Linked DNA regions of Mus musculus: region 2 is linked to region 1. A link is a contact called in public HiChIP or PLAC-seq data. All regions are on one chromosome and are shown on one strand. The core of a region is the stretch at or near the end of the contact, and the rest is flanking DNA. Distances in the headings are between cores, read along the strand shown.

Region 1 (5,773 bases), core at 2,685-5,184:
TTTTTGTCGTTAGTTTGCAAAGGGCATTTTTAGCCTCTGAAGACCATGGGAGGAAAGGTGAAGGGTAGAGCCCTTGCCTGTCGTGGGTAAGCACCCAGCCCTGTCCTGAGGATCTAAACAGTCTTAAAATGCTTCTGGGGACCAGGCTTGGTAGAGTTCCCTCTGCATTGCCAATGCCACCGAGAGTTCACTGGGTGTTTGACCCTGGCTTTACAAGACTCTTTTTCTGGTGTGATGTCTGGTTGCCTGCAGTGTGCACAGTGAAGCCCAGCCTCAGGCTCTCTTTCTGGTGTGATGTCTGGTGTGATGCCTGCAGTGTGCACAGTGAAGCCCAGCCTCAGGCTCTCTTTCTGGTGTGATTTCTGGTTGCCTGCAGTATGCACAGTGAAGTCCGGCCTCAGGCTCTCTTTCTGGTGTGATGTCTGGTTGCCTGCGGTGTGCACAGTGAAGTCCGGCCTCAGGCTCTCTTTCTGGTGTGATTTCTGGTTGCCTGCAGTGTGCACAGTGAAGTCCGGCCTCAGGCTCTCTTTCTGGTGTGATGTCTGGTTGCCTGCGGTGTGCACAGTGAAGCCCGGCCTCAGGCTCTCTTTCTGGTGTGATGTCTGGTGTGATGCCTGCAGTGTGCACAGTGAAGCCCTGCCTCAGGCTCTCTTTCTGGTGTGATGTCTGGTTGCCTGCAGTGTGCACAGTGAAGCCCAGCCTCAGGCTCTCTTTCTGGTGTGATGTCTGGTGTGATGCCTGCAGTGTGCACAGTGAAGCCCAGCCTCAGGCTCTCTTTCTGGTGTGATTTCTGGTTGCCTGTGGGGTGCACAGAGAAGCCCGGCCTCAGGCTCTCTTTCTGGTGTGATGTCTGGTTGCCTGCAGTGTGCACAGTGAAGCCCGGCCTCAGGTTGAACTTTCTTGTGCTTAATCTCAGGCTAACATTTTAAAAAATGATGTTTGTAGAGTTTAAATAAAATTATTTACTTGATTTTGAGTTGAGCATAAAGCAGTCATGCTTAAAAACTGAAATGGTTTATTTTGTGATAAGTGGCTGATTCAAAGATCTTATCAAAATGTGCCAGCACTTTTTAAATTCAACAATGTTATATTTTGAGTTGAAGTGAGAGAAGGGAGTTGTTCTTTCCTTTATTACTTAAAACAAAGGGGATCAGTACACACACACACACACACACACACACACACACACACGTGTGAGCACAGGCAGACCTCTATCCTAAGCTAAGCTAGTTTTTAAGATTAACCATATAAATTAAACCTTGATTTTACTTCTAAAGAAAAAAAATCCTCTGACTCAAATCAATTTCAAAAGAGTTGTGCGTGAGCACACACATAGCCTGAGCATTGGGAAGTGAAGAAAGAGCCGAGGCTGTCATCCTCAGCTACAGAGGATACGGGAGGTCAGCCCAGGCGAAACCTAAAGTGGGATTACAGCAGTGGGCAGATGAGTTTAGACAACTCACAGGGGAGGAATAATGAAAGCTATTCAGTGACCACTTGAAAGGGGCTCCAAAATGGAGGAGGAGCACAGAAATACAACGTGAGAGGTGTTTGACTCTGCTGATAATGTGAGAAAATGTCAACAGTTGGACCATGGCAGGCAAGATGGCTCAGTGAAAGTACTATCTCCACACCAGACAGCCTGGATGGGAGCTCAGGACCTACGGGGGGGGGGGGGGGGGGGGGGCGCCTATTTCCACAAGTCTTTTAAAAAGAGTTTTGTTTCTTGTTTTTTGTTTTTTTAGTCAGGGTTTCTCTTGGTAGCCCTGGCTGTCCTAGAACTCACTCTGTAGATCAGGCTGGTCTCAAACTGGGAGATCCCCCAACCTCTGCCTCTCGAGCGCTGGGATTAAAGGTGTACACCCCCAGTGGACCAGCTAAAAAGAATTTAACAATGCCATTTCTTCAGCTAATTTGTAGTTCTCTTAACATAGCCAGAATTTAATGGCGGGCACTTGAACTGGAGTGTGTGCTGTTAACTAGCTACACCCTCGACAGAGCTTCTGGAGCTCCGTGAGTTCCCTCAAAGATAACTCTGTATTCGTTGCAATGCAAGGGGAGAATCCAGGCCTGGAGTTGTAGCTCAGGAGAGCTCATACTTAGATGTGCAACATCCCTGCATTGACACCCAGCACACAGAAAAAAAGAGACAAGAAATGGATGTGAGCTGAAAAGTTTGTGCTAGTCTGTCTGCTCTGAGTGTGTCCATGAAGAGAGCAGAGGCTTTATCTCCCATAATGACATGCCCACCTTCCCTCCTGCTCTGCTGAGCCCAAGCGCTTCCCACATAGCAAGTCAGCTGCTGGCTCTGTGACTACCCTCAGTGCTTTCTATGCAGGATGCCCTGTGCTCCCTCCAGTGTTCAGGGGCAAAACCTGCTGCTTGGTTCATATTAGGAATAGAGGAGGAAACTAGTTTGGGAATGGGCCACATTGACTTCGGAACTCTCCCTCTAAGCTCCCCCTGCCACCACCCTGGTATATTAGGTATAGCATTGCTGAGGCTTGCACTGATGAAAAAACTTGAGTAGCCACTGGGGCAGAATGGTCTTCTAGGACTTTGCAGTACTTAATAAAAGGCACCACACACAGTTGGTAGTAACATGCATGCACAGGAAAGAACTAATGGAATGATACAGCAGTTGCTATAATATAATCAATATAATCAATATAACCAATAGGCACACAATGGCTCAGCAGTCAAGAGCACTGGCTGCTCTTGCAGAAGACCTGAGAGTGGTGCCTCATAGCTCTCTGTTATTCCAGTTCCAGGGATCCAACGTCTCTTTTGGTCTTGGATGCCACCAGGAAAACATGTGACACAGAGACATTCATGCAGGCAAACACACGTACACATAAAAATAAATATTTAATTTCTATATATGCATGCATATTTGCATAAAATACGTTCATGTATTTAGATTTAACAAGTTAGTGTTTAAAACTATTTCAGTGCAGTCGGACCCTTCCAACAAAACAAGCCGGTTGTTTCATAACACACCACAACTTTTGATGAAAACAAAATACACATTGTTTATTGCATTAATGTATTTGTGGAAGAGGGGTGTGTGTGCCAGGGCACATGTGTAGAGGACAGCTTGCTGGAGCCCGGTCTCTTTGGGACAGAGGGATGGAACTCACGTTGTAAGGCTTGATGGCACCTCCTTCACCCTCCGAGCAAGAGGTGGTTTATTTCAGCAACTGCACGAGTATTCTCATTTGTAAAGAAGACCCAGAGCTTAAACGGTCTGAGTGTAAACTTCATGATTGTGTGTGAATTCCTGGTCACAAAGTCCCTCCAGGCACCTCCACCAAATCCCCAGGCAGGGTGGTAAGGGGGGAGGGGGCATCTGAAAATGCTTAGGAAAGACAATCTGGGAAGAAAAATCTCAATTGAGAAGATGCCTCCATAAGAATGGCTTACAGGCATGTGTATGGGGCATTTTCTTCATTGATAGAAGACCCAGATCACCGTGAGCATCCTGCCCTTGATCCTGAGTTCTCTTAAGAAAGCAGACCGAGCAAGCCCGTAAGCCACGTTCCTCCAAGGTCTTTGCTTCCGTTCCTGCCTCCAGCCAGGTTCATGCCTTCTGCCCTGGCTTCCCTGGATGATGGGTCTACAACCTGTTAGTTTTGGTCTGGTACTCTCACAGCAATAGAAAGCAAACTAGTCAAACCCCTAAGCCAGTAGAACCCTGTGCACCAAGCAGCTACTGGGCAGTACAGGCTGTGGTGGTGGGCTCTCACGCTGTGGTCCTTGACCCCAAAACTCGTGACATCTGCTTTTCTTTACAGTAGAGAAATTGTTTACCCAAGCAGAGCGTCCTACAGGAGATGTGCCGAAGGCAGTTAGACAGTTCTCCAGGGAGATCAGCCCCGCCCTTTAGGACACGCCCCGGCCAGACCCGTGCCACGCCCCCAACGGACCCTCCCCCAGAGCTGCACCCTATCCAGAGCCCTCACCACAGGACACGCCCCGCCCAAAAGCAAGCCACACCCCTCCGAGAGTCCGAGCCTCGCCTCAGGGAGCCTGACCCTTTCAGCCTTCCAAAGCCCAGCCTCTCCTCCTTAGCAACCGACAGGACTCTTTCACCTTAGCAACTACTACAGCTTCCACCATGGCTGAAGAGGAAGTTCCTGCGACCACCGAAAAAGTTCTGAAGATACAGAGGGTATTCATAAACCATCTGGACACCTATAGCAGCGGAAACATAGGAAAGGTGAGCGGTGACCCGAGCCAAACTGGCCCTCAACCCTCAGTGTGTGTCCCTGATCTATCTCCACAGCAAAGGCCTGCATCACTGGCTGTTAGGAGCCTCCCCGGGGGAAGAAGATTCCAATCCTAGCACATCAGTGCCTCCAGGACCTGTCCCTAAGCAGGCTTGACCCATGTTCCTTCCTAATAACGCAGGTGTTTTGGCTATGGTGAAAATGAGGCTCAAGAGAGGAAAGGGCTTGCACAAATCATAGGTATTATGGGCGGGACCTGGAGCACACAACGCGTAAGTCCCGCCATTATGTCATCCAGGAAACATCCATCTAGCGTTTTTAAGCATCTGTTTTGTGCTAGGCACAATTTCTGACCAGGTCCCATTAAGCTTCCTTACTTCCAGGAAAGTTATGGAGATGACTTAGCAGGAGACCTTACTTGAGACACAAGTGTGAGGACCTGAGGTCTGACCCCCATCATCTATGGAGAAAGTGAGCAAGTAGTATTCTACCTCTAGCGTAAACACACACACACACACTCACACACACACACACACACACACACACACACACATGATCCCAAGAGAGAACCTAGGAGCTGTCATTCTAAATTGTTCATCCAAAGACAGTCATGTTTTAGGGGCTGGAGACCCAGGTTCAATTCCCAGCACTCATATGGCAGTCCAGATTGTCTGTAACTCCAGTCCAAGATGATCTGATGCCTCTTTTTTGGCTTCTGGCGGCACACTGCATGCACATGGCACACACACACACACACACACGCCCTCACAAACACACACACATGCACATAAAATAAAAATAAATCTTAGCACACACCTGCAGAGGCCCTGCCATTGAGGACTCTGGATCCGTTGGGTTGAGGAATCTGCCAGCTTGTGGGAAGTCAAAGGTAATGAGGTACCCTCACCCTCGCTGCACTGCTAATTAAGTAGCAGAGGGGATTAGAACTCAGGCTTCCTGCCTCCCAAGATGGTTAAAAATGAGTGTGGAAACAAACCCCCTAGTGACTCATTAAAGCAAATCACCAGATGACCAGTTGTGGCATAATTAAATTCTGGCGTGGATTATCAAGGGGTGGTGGCCTGCTGGACGGCTCTACAACTGTAGCACTGGGATAGGCAGAAAGGGGTGGGAATGGAAGCTCATGTTCTCCACTGGACAGAAAGCTTTCATCCGAGCAAGCAACGCTCTGAGTGTAAGGATACAGAAGAGAACGGTGTGAAGATACCAGAGGCAGCTCTCTTCACAGCTGGGCGTGCATTTTATGAAGAGTTGGTTTTTCCTCTTTCTTTCTTTTTTCTTTTTTCTTTTTGTTTTTGTTTTTGTTTTTGTTTTTGTTTTTTTGGGTTTTTTGTTTTGTTTTGTTTGGGGGGGTTGTTTTTTGTTTTTTTGTTTTTTGTTTGTTTGTTTGGGTTTTTTTTTTTTTTTTCGAGGCAGGGTTTATCTGTATAGCTCTGGCTGTCCTGGAAGTCACTTTTGTAGACCAGGCTGGACTTGAACTCAGAAATCCAGCTCTGCCTCCCAAGTGCTGGGATTAAAGGTGT
Region 2 (5,143 bases), core at 1,209-3,708, 480 kb before region 1:
TCACACCCTCTCCCGTCCCCCGTACCCCCCCCCATCCACTTCCTCTCAGCCACAATGTGATCCCTTGTTTGTGGGGTTCTCACTGTCTGTACAGCAAGCCTCCCCAAATCCACAAAGAGCTAGCTTCCTTTTAAGGCAGCCCTTTGTTCAAATGTAGGTCTATAAAGAAAATTACTAAGGCCACGTTTAAGGGTAGAGACGAAACATGCAGTTTCATTAACGGACAGGAGTTAAGATTTGTTGTTCTAAAGCAGGGCCTCACCAGATCATTCTTGACAGCCTGGAACTTGCTCTATAGACCTAGCTGACCTCAGACTTACAGAGCTCCACCTGTCTCTGCCTCCCAAGTGCTGAAATCAAGGGAGAATACCACATAGGCATGGATATGCGACATCATGCAGAGTCAGTTCTTGTCACGTGTATCCTGGGAATCGAACTCAGGTCGTCAGGCTTGGTGGCAAGGACCTTCTCAGTCACCTTGCCAGCTCCCGAAAATGAGTTTTAGCCATCAATTTGGGATATAAAAAAACAAAAAAAAACCAAAAACCAAAAAATTCACAGCCTAAACACACAAAACAAGCCTGCCCCACCCCCAATACAAGCAAATCCGACAAGATAGCCCGGTTGGTTAAGACCTGGTGGGGCCAAGTGGCACAGGCCTGCAGTTGGGTACTAACTACTCAGTGAGCTGAGGCAGGAGGATCCCAAGTTCAAGGCCTACCTGGGATACAAAGGGAGCTTAAGGTAGCTAAGTAGCTAAGACCAAAGTCTCAAAACTGAAAGACAAAGGGCCAGGCTGCGGCTCTGTCTGTAAGGCACAGAGCCCTGGGTTTGTGCAGGGGAAGAGAAGCAACCTATAACTCCAAACAAGTCGACTCAAAAACAGGACGCGCAACCACAAACTGAGTTCACAGTGTGCTGACCCCTGCTCCCACTGTGCATTACAGCACAACTCGTTTCTCCCCACCCCATGTCTACTTTCTCTCCCCTCAGAACTCATCGCCAGCCTCGCCACTGCACTGGCTACCCCATTCCCCATTGTATCACCTTCCCAAGAATAGGACTCCTACCATACTGTACCCTGCAAGCCCTCAGAGCAGACCAGTGTGTGGGCCTTACACTAAGCACTCACACGAGCTCACACGAGTGTGGTTCCCCCCCCACCCCCAAGGCGAGAACAGTCCCTGAGGAGATCAGGTGAATCTGTTAAGTCAGATGGTGGTGCCAGGTGTGTAAGCGCCACCATTCACAGCCCATGAGTCAATAATCGAACCGCTGTTATCAATTACTCTCTTTTCCTTATTAATACAAGTGAACGCTCACATGTTTAAAACCCTGGCTTCCTCAGTCATGGGAAACAAACCCTGCCCTGCCGTTTGCTACCAGGCTCCTGATCAGACAGCGCCTATCACAGCTCTGGGCTATTCTCTGGTTCATGGTTTGGGTGAAAAAGCTTGCCGTTAACCTGATATTTAAAAGAAATATCCACCCATGTTGTCTTCACACATCTGACTTAACGTTAAAAAAAAAAAAAGAAAAGAAAAACCAACTAGATATATGTAAATTTAGCATTGTAAAATGACAACAAGAGTGTAAATTCAAGAGCCCAGAATTGTGGCTCCATCGTTTGCTAGCGGTGCCCCGAGTCCGCGAGGCTCGCAAGCTCCACCCTCTGCTAGCGGCACCCCATGTCTGCATCTGCGTCTGTGAGGCTCACAAGCCCCACCTTGGTTGGAGTGGAGACAGTTCCCAGGTCCTAGCGCTTCACACACAATCTCAGCAGTTTGCTTTTAAAGCGTTCTTTGGCTTTACAAGTGGAACACTTTTCCGGAAGGTGCCTCTAGAAGAGATTTCTTTTGAACACCAACATTAAGGCCCATACCGAGGCTTCCGCACGCAAAACGAGGTTAAATCGTATTACTGACAGTGGATACTACTAGCTACCTTAAAGATATTCCAATTTTGTGGTTTAGGAAAGCCTTGTTTCACCCCGAATGATAGTCACACACACTCACACACACACACACACACCAGGCAACGTGGGAGAGGGGCTTGTCCACTGAGCTCGGGGCGCTCCCACCCTCCTCCAGGCCCACAGGCCCGAGTCAAACGACGTTCATCTGAGGTCTCCCTAGCCCTCCTGTTTCAGGCACAAGGGACCCTCTGTATCCTGGTCTCCTGCTACCAGCATCCCCCAGACCCAGACAGGGCATATCCCTGCTGCCCCACCTGCTAGCCCCATGGCGGTTGGTACCTTGATGACTACGGGCAGCCAGCTTCGACGAAACTCATCCAAGTACACGTGCTTCTCCCAGATCCACAGGCGGTTGGGGTGTGCAGGTGTCTCTGCCCTGTGTGCCCGCTGGGTAGCCATGGCATCCGATAAGAGCAAGAAGCAGAAAATTGCAATGCCAGTCCGTGATAAAACTGCTTCCTACACGGTGAGCATGAGAAACGCGTCTATTTATCACTACCAGGTGTGGGCCTGTGCCCCCTGGAGCGAGGCAGGGCGGAACGGGGCGGGGCAGAGTAGTGTGGGTGGGGCGAACCACAAGGATGGTATGCAGGACAACAACGTGGACTTCTGGAACAGGGGCAAGGTCTAGGCTTGCAGACCTGACCCCATCAAACCTAGGGTTCTTCAAGGCCCCCAGAAGATCTTGTTTTTCTCCAGGTACACCCGGCCACAGGAAAGGTCCTGTCAGGAAACACTGCCCTATGCTTCCCTTATGGTGAGACCCCTAGTCAGCTACTTTGTGTGACTGCTCAAGCCACACCCCGATGGCAGGCCATTCACTGCGAGGTCCATCTACATATCTTCCTCCCGGGTTCTCTCTGTCACCTTCAGTCTGTCCTTTTTGGGTGTCCCAGTTTCCTTTGCAAAGTTCAGTCCCCTCCCTCTTTGGCACATGACTTTTTCCATGGCTCTGACGAGGCGGCTGTGGCCTTGCGAAACCTACTTTTGAAAACATGGGTTTGCTGTCTTTGTGCTCGGACTTAGTGAACGCATCATTCCAGACCCATGCCTAAAAAGAAACCCTCCCAGCCCAAGATCAATGGGTTTGGAAAGTCTCTGAGTTGCTCAATCAAAACTGTCTCATTGTAAACAAATAAGGAAAAACAACCTCTCTTTATTTTACAGTAACTCGTGTCCATTAAGGCAATTAAGAAATTAATGGAAAACATGTAAAACCCAGCTCCAGGCGGGTTGCTTCAAACAGCCCTGCAGCTCGCGGTTCTGGGCCTCACCCGCCCGTTCCCTCTCACCCTCTCACTGAGGACCAGTGGAGGAAGCCGTTGGTGGTCTTTGGGAGGTCAGTGAATGATCAGGTGTGGACATCTGGTCAAATCTGCCAGATGTGCCAAGATGGGCTGAGGCCAGCCAGGTGTGTTCAGATTAATTGGGGGGGGGGGGGGGGGAGAAGAAAACAAAGAAAGCCAGGCGTGGTGGCACATGCCTTTAATCACAGCACTTGGGAGGCAGAGGCAGGCAGATTTCTGAGTTCAAGGCCAGCCTGGTCTACAAAGTGAGTTCCAGGACAGCCAGGCCTACACAGAGAAACCCTGTCTTGAAAAACCAAACCAAACCAAACCAAAAAACACCAAAGAAAAGACTGAAACCCAGCAAGCACAGCTCTGAGGGACCTTGGCCTTCAGTATTCAGACTGGAGGCTTTCAGGCTGATTTCCCTGTAGATAGGCTCTTTGTCGCCAGACCCAGAGAGCTGCAGAGAAATGAAGACTTTTGGAATAAGCTTGGTGTGGAGGTTCTGGGTGAGCACAGCCTTAGCAATAAGATGATAATAATAATAATAATAATAATAATTATTATTATTATTATTTGGAGACAAGGTTTCTCTGTATAGCCCTGGCTGTCCTGGAACTCACTCTGTAGACCAGGTTGGCCTCGAACTCAGAAATCCACCTGCCTCTGCCTCCCAAGTGCTGGGATAATTACTTATTTTGAATTCATTATGTTGTGTTTGTATTTGGGGGTGGGGTGGGGTGTAGGCCATGTTGGGGTCAGAGAACAACACCTTGGAGACAGTCATCCTCTCCCACCCCGGGATTGAACTCAGGTTGTCCTTGGCTTGGTGGCAGACACTTACACTCACCAAGCCTTTCACTGGCCAAGTCCAGTTTAAATTGTACTGGTGGGCACAGCTTTTGTGGCAAGGGGAAGAGTTCTCCAGGAGCCAGGGTGGTCCAATTCAGGCACAGGCCAGTAGCCAGAATGTCACAAAGTCTGTTGATTTCCTTCCTACACTCTCAGCTTTCCTATGTGGTGTTGGGAAAAGCAGCATCCATTTCCTAGGCGAGGGTTCTAGGGTTCCGGTCCCCTCTCCCCTCACTCTGAAAATAGTTCTGTAAGTTTGCACTCAGGGCCTTTTGATTCGGAGCAAGGGTAGACTCCATTCTTGAGAGGTGGTGTTTCATTCAGAAAGGTTCCAGAAGAATGGAACAGGGGTGTGTGTGTCTGGTGTCCACGCTGATACTTTTAAAATGTAAATTCCACAAAGGGGGGGGGGCGGGGCGGGCCGAGGAACAAAAGCTATTGTGTGGTCTCAAGCAGTAGGAGCCTCCAGGCTAATTATCTAGCTATCTCAAGGCTCTGCAGTCAGCCAGAGTTTTAGAATTTTCCGTTCCCTTTTGAATCTTCCTTTTTCTAGTCCTTGAGTTCCCACGTGTTAAGCACCTGTAATTCACAAAGCTGTCATCCCGCAAGGCCCCTGAACATGGCCTTTGCATCCTGCCTCAGGTCTGCATTCCCCTTGACCGCTGCTATCACCTGTGAACTTGGTCAGTCCTTCATCAGCTTGGCCTCAGCTGAGATGAATGAGTAGAGGAAACTCCTCCTCCTCCTCTGATCTGTCAATAAAGTCCTTTCACGGGAAAGGGGCGTGGTCGAGAGGCGGAAACCCATGCTATCCCCTCAGGAAAGCCTGTAGTTTTTAGCATGGAAGTTTTTGCACCGAGCGTTATGTGGAACGCTCTAGACAGGAATAAGGAAACCATCTTCCTTGTTTGGGCTCCAATTAGTGGCCAAAAGGAGGACCTGGGCATGATGAGGAGGGTCAAGGGTGGGCTGCGGTAGTGGATGGGGGTGTTTCAGAAGGGAGATGACACCTTTAGTACCGCACCAA

The links. HiChIP or PLAC-seq counts read pairs in DNA pulled down with a chosen protein or histone mark.
Region 2: a contact with region 1 is called in an H3K27ac HiChIP or PLAC-seq map of embryonic stem cells, with 2.3 times the contacts expected there. The contact joins the promoter of Tcl1 here to the promoter of Ak7 in region 1. A contact is called at or near these places in 1 of 39 promoter capture datasets (hippocampal neurons) and 3 of 115 datasets of contacts at active chromatin or transcription factors (all in embryonic stem cells).

The regions. Positions count from the first base shown.
Region 1 is chr12:105,702,048-105,707,820 of GRCm38.p6, forward strand. It overlaps Ak7 (adenylate kinase 7), which reads left to right and starts at 3,935. Exons shown (of 18, transcript NM_030187.1): 1 at 3,935-4,219. The coding sequence starts at 4,118. It overlaps Gskip (GSK3B interacting protein), which reads left to right. Exons shown (of 3, transcript NM_178613.3): 3 at 1-1,011.
Region 2 is chr12:105,220,279-105,225,421 of GRCm38.p6, forward strand. Tcl1 (T cell lymphoma breakpoint 1) reads right to left here and starts at 2,459. Exons shown (of 4, transcript NM_009337.3): 1 at 2,255-2,459. The coding sequence starts at 2,374.